Regions from separate parts of the Sus scrofa genome. Here regions 2 and 3 are each linked to region 1. A link is a contact called in public Hi-C and HiChIP or PLAC-seq data. All regions are on one chromosome and are shown on one strand. The core of a region is the stretch at or near the end of the contact, and the rest is flanking DNA. Distances in the headings are between cores, read along the strand shown.

Evidence for each region. Hi-C and Micro-C count contacts between places; a contact is called where the count stands out from the background. HiChIP or PLAC-seq counts read pairs in DNA pulled down with a chosen protein or histone mark.
Region 2: a contact with region 1 is called in a Hi-C map of heart right ventricle, with 4 times the contacts expected there. The contact joins the promoter of AP3D1 here to the promoter of LOC100524239 in region 1. A contact is called at or near these places in 1 of 5 promoter capture datasets (fetal liver) and 1 of 47 Hi-C or Micro-C datasets (heart right ventricle).
Region 3: an H3K27ac HiChIP or PLAC-seq map of alveolar macrophages shows a contact between it and region 1. The contact joins the promoter of EFNA2 here to the promoter of LOC100524239 in region 1. A contact is called at or near these places in 1 of 47 Hi-C or Micro-C datasets (liver) and 1 of 2 datasets of contacts at active chromatin or transcription factors (alveolar macrophages).

The regions. Positions count from the first base shown.
Region 1 is chr2:76,901,308-76,904,791 of Sscrofa11.1, forward strand. LOC100524239 (cytochrome b-c1 complex subunit 10) reads left to right here and starts at 1,912. Exons shown (of 3, transcript XM_003122996.3): 1 at 1,912-2,042. The coding sequence starts at 1,993. It overlaps TCF3 (transcription factor E2-alpha), which reads left to right. Exons shown (of 21, transcript XM_021084225.1): 19 at 1-2,042.
Region 2 is chr2:76,426,780-76,430,263 of Sscrofa11.1, forward strand. AP3D1 (AP-3 complex subunit delta-1) reads left to right here and starts at 1,664. Exons shown (of 32, transcript XM_021084197.1): 1 at 1,664-2,017. The coding sequence starts at 1,922.
Region 3 is chr2:77,178,355-77,181,838 of Sscrofa11.1, forward strand. EFNA2 (ephrin-A2) reads right to left here and starts at 1,582. Exons shown (of 4, transcript XM_005661390.3): 1 at 1,234-1,582. The coding sequence starts at 1,325.

The DNA of each region.
Region 1 (3,484 bases), core at 662-3,161:
GTGGGTACATGATCTTGTGAATGTACTAAAGGCCACTAAACTGTACACTTAATTAATTATTTAATTAATTAATTTATTTATTTATGGCGGCATCCTCAGCATATGGAGTTCTCAGGCCAGGCATTGGCCTACAGCACAGATTCAGAATGCTGGGTCCTTAACCCATTGTGCCAGGCTGGTGATCAAACCCACACCCTTGAAGTGGCCCAAGCCACTGCAGAGACAATGCTGATTCTGCTGTACCACAGGGGGAACTTCCTAAACTGTACACTTTAAAATGGTTAATTGTATGTTATGTGAATTTCATATCAGTTAAACACAAGAAAAGGAGTTTGGTTTCCCAAGGGCCAGATGAGGATCCTACAGGGAACCCCAGAGGCCTGGGCAGAGAGCCAGTGGTGTGCCAGGGTAGCCAACCATTCTGGCTTATCCTCCATCTCTTCTGGTCACATAACCCTGGTATTCTCTTTTGGGGATCCTCTCCCAATTTCAGTCCATGTTCTCATGTGAGAGGGGGTGATTCTGCCCTGTTTCCATAGCAGGCTAATGAGAACCAGCTTTGGGGCATTCTCTGTGATTATTTGGAAAGAGGTGCCATCTTCCTGCAAGGGTTGCTGGAATGTCAACCCAGAGTTTCTGGGTGCCTCTGCTCAGAGGGAGTTCACCAGAGAGTGAGAGCAACACAAAAGAGCTGAGAAATGGAGGGAAAGATTCATGATAGTGCTAGACTCCTGGATCCACCTGTGCCTGAAGCCATCCAACATGCCTTTAAACGTCCATCTTTTCTCTTAAGCCGACTTTTGTTCTTTATCACTTGAAAGGAAAAGTATTCTGCATCATGAGCTGAAGTGCATTAAGCAGAAGGAACAATGAGGCAGAGCTTCAGAAATTGCTGGATCCAGGACCTGCAGCGCCAAGGCCTCTACACCCACCTCTGCTCATCTTTTTGGGCTGGTATATTCTTCTGCCTCAAGATTTCTCTCTCTCTGTAATTTTCAGGGCACCCTCTATGTCCCACATGTTAAGGGTCCATCAAGGACAGAGGTTTATTCGGGTCCTCTCTGCCCCACCCCCCACCCCCGTGGCCAGGGGCAGGTGAGAACCTGCAGCCCCTGAAACTGCAGTCTTGGAGGGTGCCCAGGTGCTGATTCCAAAAGGACTGGAACGCGACGAAATGGGCAGACAAACCCAGAGTCCAGTCCTCATACCCAAGCCTGCATTCGACACTGGTGGTCCCAAAGGCGGTGACTGAAGAAGGCGAGCTTGGGGCGGCGGGAAGCAGGGTGAGGAGGAGCCGCCTGTCCGGGTCCCAGCAGCTAACAGGTGTCCTGAAGTGCTGACAATGCGAGGAGCCAGGCCTCCCTCTGCCGCCGGAGTGAGGAATCACTCCCAAACGAAACGTGCAAACAATTTACAACAGGGTCTCTTAGCAACAAACAACTCAGCGCGAGCAAACCGACGCTCGGAGGCTCGGGGTAGCACTGCTATCTGGCCAAGGTCCCGCTGACAGCAAGTCCAGTGAGAACGCCTAAATCCTCCAAAAGGGAGTTCAAAACGCCTCCTTTCCCCTCTGCGACACTCTTCCTCGTATGGCCTCGGTTTAACTGTTAATAAAGTTCTGGCATGTAGTAAGGACACAAACTCACCGGACAAATGTCGCGGGCCACGCTTAGTTGCTGGAGGCTGCTCAGCAGGAGTCACTCTGACCTGCGGAGCGGAGGGGCAGGGCCGGCGTCCTCGGGTCCCGCGGCAAGAAAGCCCCGCCCCCAGGCCCGCCCACTCCAGTGTGCGATCTTCAGACCCTCCCCGGAAGCGATTGCAAATGTCTTCCAAGTCTGAGCGCCCTGCAGCGGTGGGCTCCGGGTCTCGCGCAGTCAGCCCGCCCAGACGGGGCGGGGCTTCCTTGAGGGCCTGCGCGCAGCGGCGGTCGCGCCTGCGCAGTGCGTCCGAGCCGAGGGGGCCGGGGTCACCCTGAGCTAAGACTGCGCCGCAATGCTGAGCAGGTTCCTGGGTCCGCGCTACCGCGAGCTGGCCAGAAACTGGTAAGGACGCAGCTCGCCCTCGGACTTGGACCCCGTGTCCTGCCGGGTCCCAGATGGGGGAAACAGAGGCACGGAGCGGCGGCGCGGTGTGTTCTGAGCACACGTGCGTGGAGGGCCCCCGACCCCCTCTCCCTGGGGACCGTAATGCTGCCCACCCAGTCCGCGCCCAGCACCCCCGGTTCAGCTCTTGGGGCCTGGAAACTGACCATATACGCTCCTAACTTTGCTTTTGTTTGACGTTATGAAGCCGACAGCTGCACTTGTCAGAGGCGGGTAGTGTTGGGGTGACCCCACGTGGCAGCTAGGATGGGCGTGCCCACGACGTGGGGCGCTAGGAAACCGGCTTATACTCGGCAGTCGTGTCCCCGGCAAGGAGTTAGGGGTGGGGGCTGGCCCTGGATGGTGGATCTGGCAGGCATCTTCGGGTGGGCTTTACAAACGAAAAAGCCGTCCCTGGCGTCGAGTGGGACCTCCGGCAGCACCCGCAGCCCCTCCCGCAGGCGGCCCAGGCCCCCGGAACTGTCCATTCCTATCTGCCTGTGGTCAGAGCCGCGACACCTCTTCCAGAGTTTCTTTCCGTCGGCAGCCGGCAGCATTCTTGAGTGTATTCGCTTCTAGTCAGAGACACAGCTATAAACGGAACCTTCGTGTCTGACGTTCTAGTCCATGAACAAGAAAAAATAAACCGATGTGACCCACGGCCTGAGGCTGATGTAAAATGTTAAAGGGGGTGTAGTGCAACCCTGTCCCCCCCCTGCTGGCTTCCAGAGGCCAAGAAGCGGGATCCAGCCCCAGGAACCGTGGGGGTTGTGTCCCAGACTTTGTGCTCAGCAACTGAGGACCTCTGGACCCCACGTCTTCATGCGAGGAGGGGAAGGACAGGTCGTGAGGGTGTAAGGAAGTCCCACGAGGGGCTGTCAGCATCATCACCACCTCTCCATCTTTTGGTTCCTCTTAGAAGTCAGGTTCGTGGCCACTCCCTCCCTGTGCGTGGCAGGAATGAGAAGGGGTGGTGGCCTCCCTGAGGGAAGGCTTCTCTGACATTAAATCTCAGAGCTGTTGGGCTGTGGGAGGAGATTCCCCTTCTGTTCAGGACACCTGCCCCGTAGTCTGTTCCAAAGGCAGCGGTAACTTGTGACCTCTCCCAGGCTCAAAGCTGAGTATTATGGGCCTCAACCCCAAGAGCAGGGGTTGCTGCAGGTGGCTCGGGACTGTTGATCCCTCCACTCTCCACCCCAACACCCCCAAGCACATGGCTTAGGATGATCCAGTGAGGTGGTCACCCATGTACAAATTCTGGTCCTGCACAGGCCAGCGATGGAACCTGTAAGACTTCTCTATTGCTGTGTAACAAACAGCCCACCAAATCCGGCAGCTTTACAAACACTGATTATCAGTTTCTGTGGGTCAGGTATTCAGACACACCTGAGCCAGGTCCTCTG
Region 2 (3,484 bases), core at 414-2,913, 470 kb before region 1:
TGTGTGCCATATTTTTATTTATTTATTTATTTATTTACTTATTTATTTATTTTATTTTTTTGTCTTTTTGTTGTTGTTGTTGTTGCTATTTCTTGGGCCTCTCCCACGGCATATAGAGGTTCCCAGGCTAGGGGTTGAATCGGAGCTGTAGCCACCGGCCTACGCCAGAGCCACAGCAACGCGGGATCTGAGCCGCGTCTGCAACCTACACACAGCTCACGGCAACGCCGGATCGTTAACCCACTGAGCAAGGGCAGGGACTGAACCCGTAACCTCATGGTTCCTAGTCGGATTCGTTAACCACTGTGCCACGACGGGAACTCCCCATATTTTAACTGAATTGTCTTTTTCTTTTTGGTGTTTTTTTTGTTTTGTTTTTTGTTTTTGCTTTTTAGGGCTGCACCCATGGCATATGGAAGTTCCCAGGCTATGGGTTAAATCAGAGCTCTGTCTGCCCACCTATACCACAGCCACAACAATGTGGGATCTGAGCTGTGTCTGTGATCTTCACTGCATCTCATGGCAGTGCCAGGTCCTTAAGCCACTGACCAAGGCCAGGGATTGAACCTACATCCTCATGATTACTAATCAGATTCGTTTCCACTGTGCCACAATGAGAACACCTCTTTTCGTTTTGTAGGAATTTTTTGTTTGGTTCTGCTTTATTTTCTGTTCAGGTATATTGTGGATATAAATCCTTTGGCAGATACATGTGTTGCTAATATCTCATTACAGTTTGTGGCTCGCTTTTACTCTCTTAGTGGTGGATCCTGGTGGGCAGGAACCACTTGTATCTCATTCACTTGGGAGGGAGGCCTGGCATAAAGTAGGTGCTCAATAAGTTTTCCTTGAATGGGGGAGTTCTCCCTGTGGTGCAGTGGGTTAAAAATCCCCCATTGTCTGAGGCAGCGCGGGTTAGATCCCTGCCCGTAGCAGTAGGTTAAGAATTCAGTGTTTATCACAAGGCTGTAAATCAACTATATTTCAATAAAACTTTTTAAAATGAAGGAAAACAAAAAAACCGAGTTGTTGCAGCTGCAGCTCAGATTGGATTCCTGGCCAGGGAACTTCCATATGCCCTTGGTGCTGCGGGAAAAAGAAAAAAAACTTCTTGAGTGAATAACTGGATTGAAGTCCTAGCTCTGGTCCTCAGCTTCTCCAGGTGGGCATGTTAATCCCTGTCTGCCCATATGATAGGATTTTGTGAGACGTTCTGGAGACAGAGTCGAATTTGGAGGTTCTCAGACAGTGTCAGCTTTTACAATCAGAAAGGGCGGAGCTGGATCCTTCTCCAGGAACCTGCCTGGGAAACTCCACGTGGGCGCCCCGCCCATAGCAGGCTCCACCCACAGCTGGGCTCTCTTACGCCTGTCACTTAGCTGAGGGGCGGGGCAGAGAGGGCACGCCAAGGGGGCGTGGTTACAACCTTGAACGGGGAAGTAGGTGGAGCTAATGATGTCACTGACCAATGAGAGGGAAGAGTCTTGAGCCGTAGAGAGCAAGGCCGAAGGGCCCTGTGATCGTTGTCTGCGTTTCCATTGGGCGGCTTGGCGTTGTTAGGGAAACGCAGTAAGTTGAAGGGGAGGGGTTTCTAGGGAGGCGGGGCTCCCGGGGGCGGGCCGCCGGGACTCTGCTAGGGCCGTCAGCTGACCGGCCGCCATCTTGTCCGCCATTTGCAAGCGGCTCGGCGCGGAGCCGGAGGGAAAGGGAGCGCGGCCTGCCCAGCGGGTCGTCGCCGCCGCCGCCCCCGCCCCCGCCCCCGCCACCCCGCCGACCGCCGCCGACCTGGCCTGAGAACCCGCCCCACCGCGGCGGCCGGCAGCGCAGCGCTCCACGGGCGGCAGGCGAGGCCCCCTTGCCCCTTCAGGGCACCCGGCCGCGCGTCTCCCAAGTCTCGAGCCCGGCGGTGGCCGCCGCCGCGATGGCTCTCAAGATGGTCAAGGGCAGCATCGACCGTATGTTCGACAAGAATCTGCAGGACCTGGTGCGCGGCATCCGGAACCATAAGGAGGACGAGGTGAGCCCGGCGCGCTGAACCTGGCCGGGCTTCTTGCCCTGACCCCAACCCCGTTCGATCCCGAATCGGTCCTACCCGGCAGGACCCAGACAGAGGCCCCGCTCCTGGCTTGAGCCCCGCCTGCCTATCCGCCCTGGATTTACGCACGCTCCGTCCGCGAGCCTCAGTTTACCCGCTCGGCGGTGGGGGCCCGCCTCCTCCTCCCCGAGGGTAGCCCCGGAAGAGGCTTGGCAGTGTCGTCACACACACCCAGTGCCACTGGCCCAGCGGCGGCTCTCCCGTCTTGAGCATGTTTCTGGATTTCTTGTTCAAAGTGCAGGACCCCCACCCCACCCCAGGTCTTGGGCTCCTGTTTAGGGGACCTTGTCCGTAGGTCGCCCCCAGAGGGAACCCCTTATGGGATTAACGCAAGTCCAGATCGCTCCCTGGTGCCCGGCTTGGAACTGGGCCTAGCCTCCTGGGCCGGTATTCCCACCCCGCCCCTGGAAGATGGCCAGGCCGCCACTCTTGGGGGCAACGATGGGGGGACAGCGGAAGCCCTAGGCCAAAATAAGGAAACCCCTCAGGGGTCCTGCAAGGGAGAAGCCGACTTCAAGTAGAAACTCCACAGCCAGGAAGGAAAACGCTTTCCAGAAATCATAGTACAATCGTGGGCACCATTTTCATCTCTCCCCCATCCCCCCAACCTGTGACCTAGATTTAGGAGGAATTGGGCGAGTTAGTGACCACCGGGCTGCTGGCTTCCAAGGAAGAAGGCCCAAGCCTACAGTTACGCAGTGGGACAGGGAAGAAAGTCCCCCTTTCCCTGCTGGAGGGAGAGGCTGCCCTAAGGAGAGCAGCTGTATGATCTTGTGCCGATCCTAGTGCCAGAGGCCGCCTAGCCCTCCTCACAATGGCGCCGGGCAAGCCCAGCATTACAGAGAGGAAGGTGCAGAGAAGTTAAGGAATTTGCCAGGAGGCACCAAGGGCCCTAGGCTCCAGCTCTGTTCTTCTGCTAGGAGCCTGAGTTCCTGCCTCTTTGTTACACTTTTTCAGAACGGGTGTGACCTCGCTGACATGTAACTAGGTTTTTTTAGCTCATTTCCGGCACCCCTTCTCTTCTCTGGGTTCGTTTGGGATTAGCAGCATGTTGGAAGCTGTGGTCAGTTGTGCTGGTAACAAGTGTATTTGACCCTGGTCTGATTTCAGTTTCGTTGTGAGTTGAGAGAGTGGCTGGTTGGGCTGCATTTCAGGTGCTGAGCATGGCTAAGCTAATTTGGAAGGTGCTTGTACCCCTAGGTTCCTTTCCGCACTGAGTGCCCTCCAGCCTCTCCCCTCCTTTGGTGGAGATTTTGAAGCAGTCGTTTCCCTGGGTTCTGAGGCTCAGGGGCCTTTCTGATGGAGGAGTTCACACTCCAGTTAGGATGTCTGGATTTAGGGGTGTGTGCCCATCATCAGTGGCAGCATCCTCGCTATGCTTTCTTCATT
Region 3 (3,484 bases), core at 332-2,831, 280 kb after region 1:
TAACCGCTGGAGTGAATGTGGACGCTGGTCTGCAGGGAGGGATATTCTAACTTCCCCAAGTTCACTGGGGACCCACCGGGGAAACCTGCCCATGGACCACCCCTCTCCCCGCCACGGTCCCCACCGCCTGGTGCAGCTCAGCCACAAGATTCCCGGGCATCTCTACCAACTCGAAAGCCAGACGAGGTCCCTGGAGAGGCCCGAAGATGGGGTCCCCCAAGTCCGGCGAGGGAAGTCAGGGCTGCACGATTTCTGAGGGTGCCAGCAAGGATCCCCAAACTCCGGGACTGGCGGCGCTCTGGGGCACGCCGGGCGCCCAGTCTCCCAAATCTGCAGGCGGTGGGGCGCCCTGGGGGGAGATGCACGCGGAGCAGGAGTCCCCCAAACTCCGGGGGCCAGAACTCCCGGGGGATCCCGTGGGAAGCGGGAGCCCCCACTCCGCGGGCAGCGCGCAGGGACGCTCCGTGCCCAGGGCGGGAGACCAGGCTGAGGTGGAGCTCCCGGGGTCTCCCAGCGCCCGGTCCCCGCCCGTAGCCACGCTCACCTGGGGTTACTGCGGTTCCAGTAGACAGCGTAGCGGTCCGAGTTGGTGCGGGCGGCGTCCTCCGCGCGCGCTAAGGGCGGCGGCGGCGGCAGCGGCAGCAGCAGCAGCAGCAGCAGCAGTGGCAGCAGCGGGCGCTGCGCGGGCGCCATGGCCCCGGTCCGGCCGCCGCGCTCCCCTGGCCGCCGCCTGCCGGCCGTCTCCGCCTCCTCCGCCGCCGCCGAGCGGGCGGGCACAGGGCGGGCGGGAGGAGGGCGCGCCGGCGCTTGGAGATCCCCAGCCGCCCCCGCCTGGGCGCGCGCGACCTCGGGCGCCGAGAAGTCAGGCGGCGGCAGGCGGGGCGCCGGGGTCGCCCCGGGCGCCGGCCCGGCCGCGCGGACTCTGAGAGCGCGGGCCGTCGCCGCCGCACCCGCCGGGGAGGGGCTGGGGCTCCGGCCTTTGTCCCGCCCGAGCGCCGGGAGGGCCGCGGGCGCCCCCTCCTGCCGTGCCCCGGACACACGGGGGCTGGGCGGGGGGCTCCAGCCGCAACCGCGCCCTCGCCCCTCCACCCCCGCCCCAGTCTAATGGTCCGGATGAGTACCCCACCGCGGCCTGCCCACCTCCGCAGGGGCCAACCCCAGCCACCAACTCTGCGGGGGCGCGCCCCCGTCATCACGCGGGCCTAGCCCAGGGTGTCGGAGTCCCTCACTCACCTCCATTCAAGCCACCAAGTGGTCTGCAACGCCAGGCCCCAAGCAAGGAGTAGAAGGCACAAAGATGGCTCGCCCCGTCTCACCTCCTTCATTCAAACCCAGACCCCAAAATCCTAAACCAGGCCGAGGGGATGCTGTGACACTTCACCCAGCCTGGGGAAGAGTTTTGTGGTGGGGCTGACCTTAAGTCCAAAGCCAACAGCCACTGCTGTCTCCCAGGGCAGTCACTTCTCCTCTCTGAGTCTCTGTTTCCTCAACTAGGAAGTGAAACAGGAATCCTGACCTCACTCCCTAAGGGAGCCAGACAAATAGTGGGTGCCCAATATTCCCAGCAGCCTACAGTGGGGTCGAGGCCAACAGCAGTCAGGAGCATGGGGAGTCTGAGGGGGCAGAGGACAGGAAGGGCACCAGGCAGGGGCCAGAGTGTATGACCTGTTCAGGGAACTGGCACTTCTGTGGGTGCTGGCTGTGTGCAAAAACTGGGGGCCCGGCCTATTTTTCTCCTTACTCATGCCATTGTCTGCCTCACCAGATTCTGAGTTTGTGGAGGTACACTGTCACCAAGTGCTGACTGGAAAGCGCCAGTGGCGCCCAGCCAGATTTTACCTCTCTGGGTTTGTTTCACACTCTCAGGGCTGGCACAGGGTCTGAGAGCCAAGAGCTGGAAGGTTTCTGGGTGATGGATTATGTAAACTCCTCGAAGGAACCTAGAGAGGCCAGAGACTGGCAAAGTAAGCTTCACCTCAGTGAGGCAGGGCAGCAGATGACCCATCCCAGCCCCACACCTCCTACATGTTGTGGGCATGTGCTCTGAGCGTCATCCTCCCCACACTGAGCCCTCTGCTTGGTCTGAGTCCTGCCTGGGAGTCCTTCCATTCTCTTCCTTCCAGGTCTGTCCTCCTTGTGCTTCAGCTACCCCTCCTCCAGGTTCTCTGTCCTCTGCCATCCAGGGAACTCAGCCCATCGGTCTGGGGTGTTCCAGCTTCCAGGTCTTGCTGGTCCTCTGACTATAGGAGGCCAGATCTGAAGTCCCAAGGGAGGGTGGGAGCCTACCCCCCCAAGTGGTGGACGGGGCAGCCCCAGGAGGCCAGGAGAGGACCAGAACTGGTCCAGGGTCACGTGGCAAGGCCTTAAAAAGACTCTCTGGACACTGCTGGACTGAGGGCCTGGGGCTCCCAGCAACTCAGGTCGGGTTTGGCCCAGGCTGGCTAGTCTGGCTCTCGGGGGAGTGATGGGGCAGCCACTCTGGGAGGCCAGCTCTCTGCAATGGAGGCTCGCGGCTGGGCCCAGAAAGAGGGGCTGTGAGCTCAGGATGCCAGGCCTGGCCCAACCCAGTGTTCCTGCCTGCAAAGGAGGCCTTTTGGAAGCTCTCTCTGCCCCCTCCCACGCTGTGGGACCTCAGAGCCCGGCAGGGGTCTCATGTCACACCCAGCAGAGCTTGGGCCTGCAGAGCTGGGGGAGCCAGAAGGGCACACTGGGCGGGGGATGCCCCAGCAAAGGCCCGGGGTGGTTCGGCTCATTTGCATGCAGGGGCCACCAAGGCGAGAGCCGCCACCACCGCTGCCGCCGAGCGGATTTGAGCAGAAGCTCCGTTTTCCTTCTGTTCTTGTCTCTCTCTCAAGGTCAGAGCCGGAGCAGGGACAGGAACAAAGGCGCACGTCCCCCATTCAACCTCCCTGCGCCCGCTGGCCGCTCCCCCAGGAGTGGCCCTGGAGGGGAGGGCTGGCCAGCTCCATGGCCTGGCCCCGGGCAAGGAGGGGGTGGAGGTGCAGGGACAGCTGCCCAGTTGCCCTCCAGGACCCCTGTCCAGTGGGGGCCACTGTCCCCTCCCAGCGCTGGAGGCTGTTGCAGCCTCCAAGCTCAGCCCACAGGAGGTCAGCTGAGATCGGGGTCATCCTGGAGTAAGCTTCCGCTGGAGTCAAGGGTCAGAGATCAGGCTTACTTTGGGGACAGGGTCAGTCTTAGGTTCAAGGTTCAGTCAGGGTCGGAGTTCACTCAGAGTTGACTCAGCACCAGGTGCAGACCCAGGACAGGATCTTTCATAGGTGTCTGTCCCAGTCCACCATGGGCTGCACTCTTGACCTTGAAGCTCTGCCCAAGTGAGGCCCACACCTGCCCCTAACCTGTGGCCAGCACCCACTGCCTATTGTCCACTGACCCCACCCAGCACCCCCTACCCACTAACCCCAGAACCCAGTGGCTTCTGACCCATTACCCGCCACTGGTCACCTGCTGCCCATTGACCCCAACA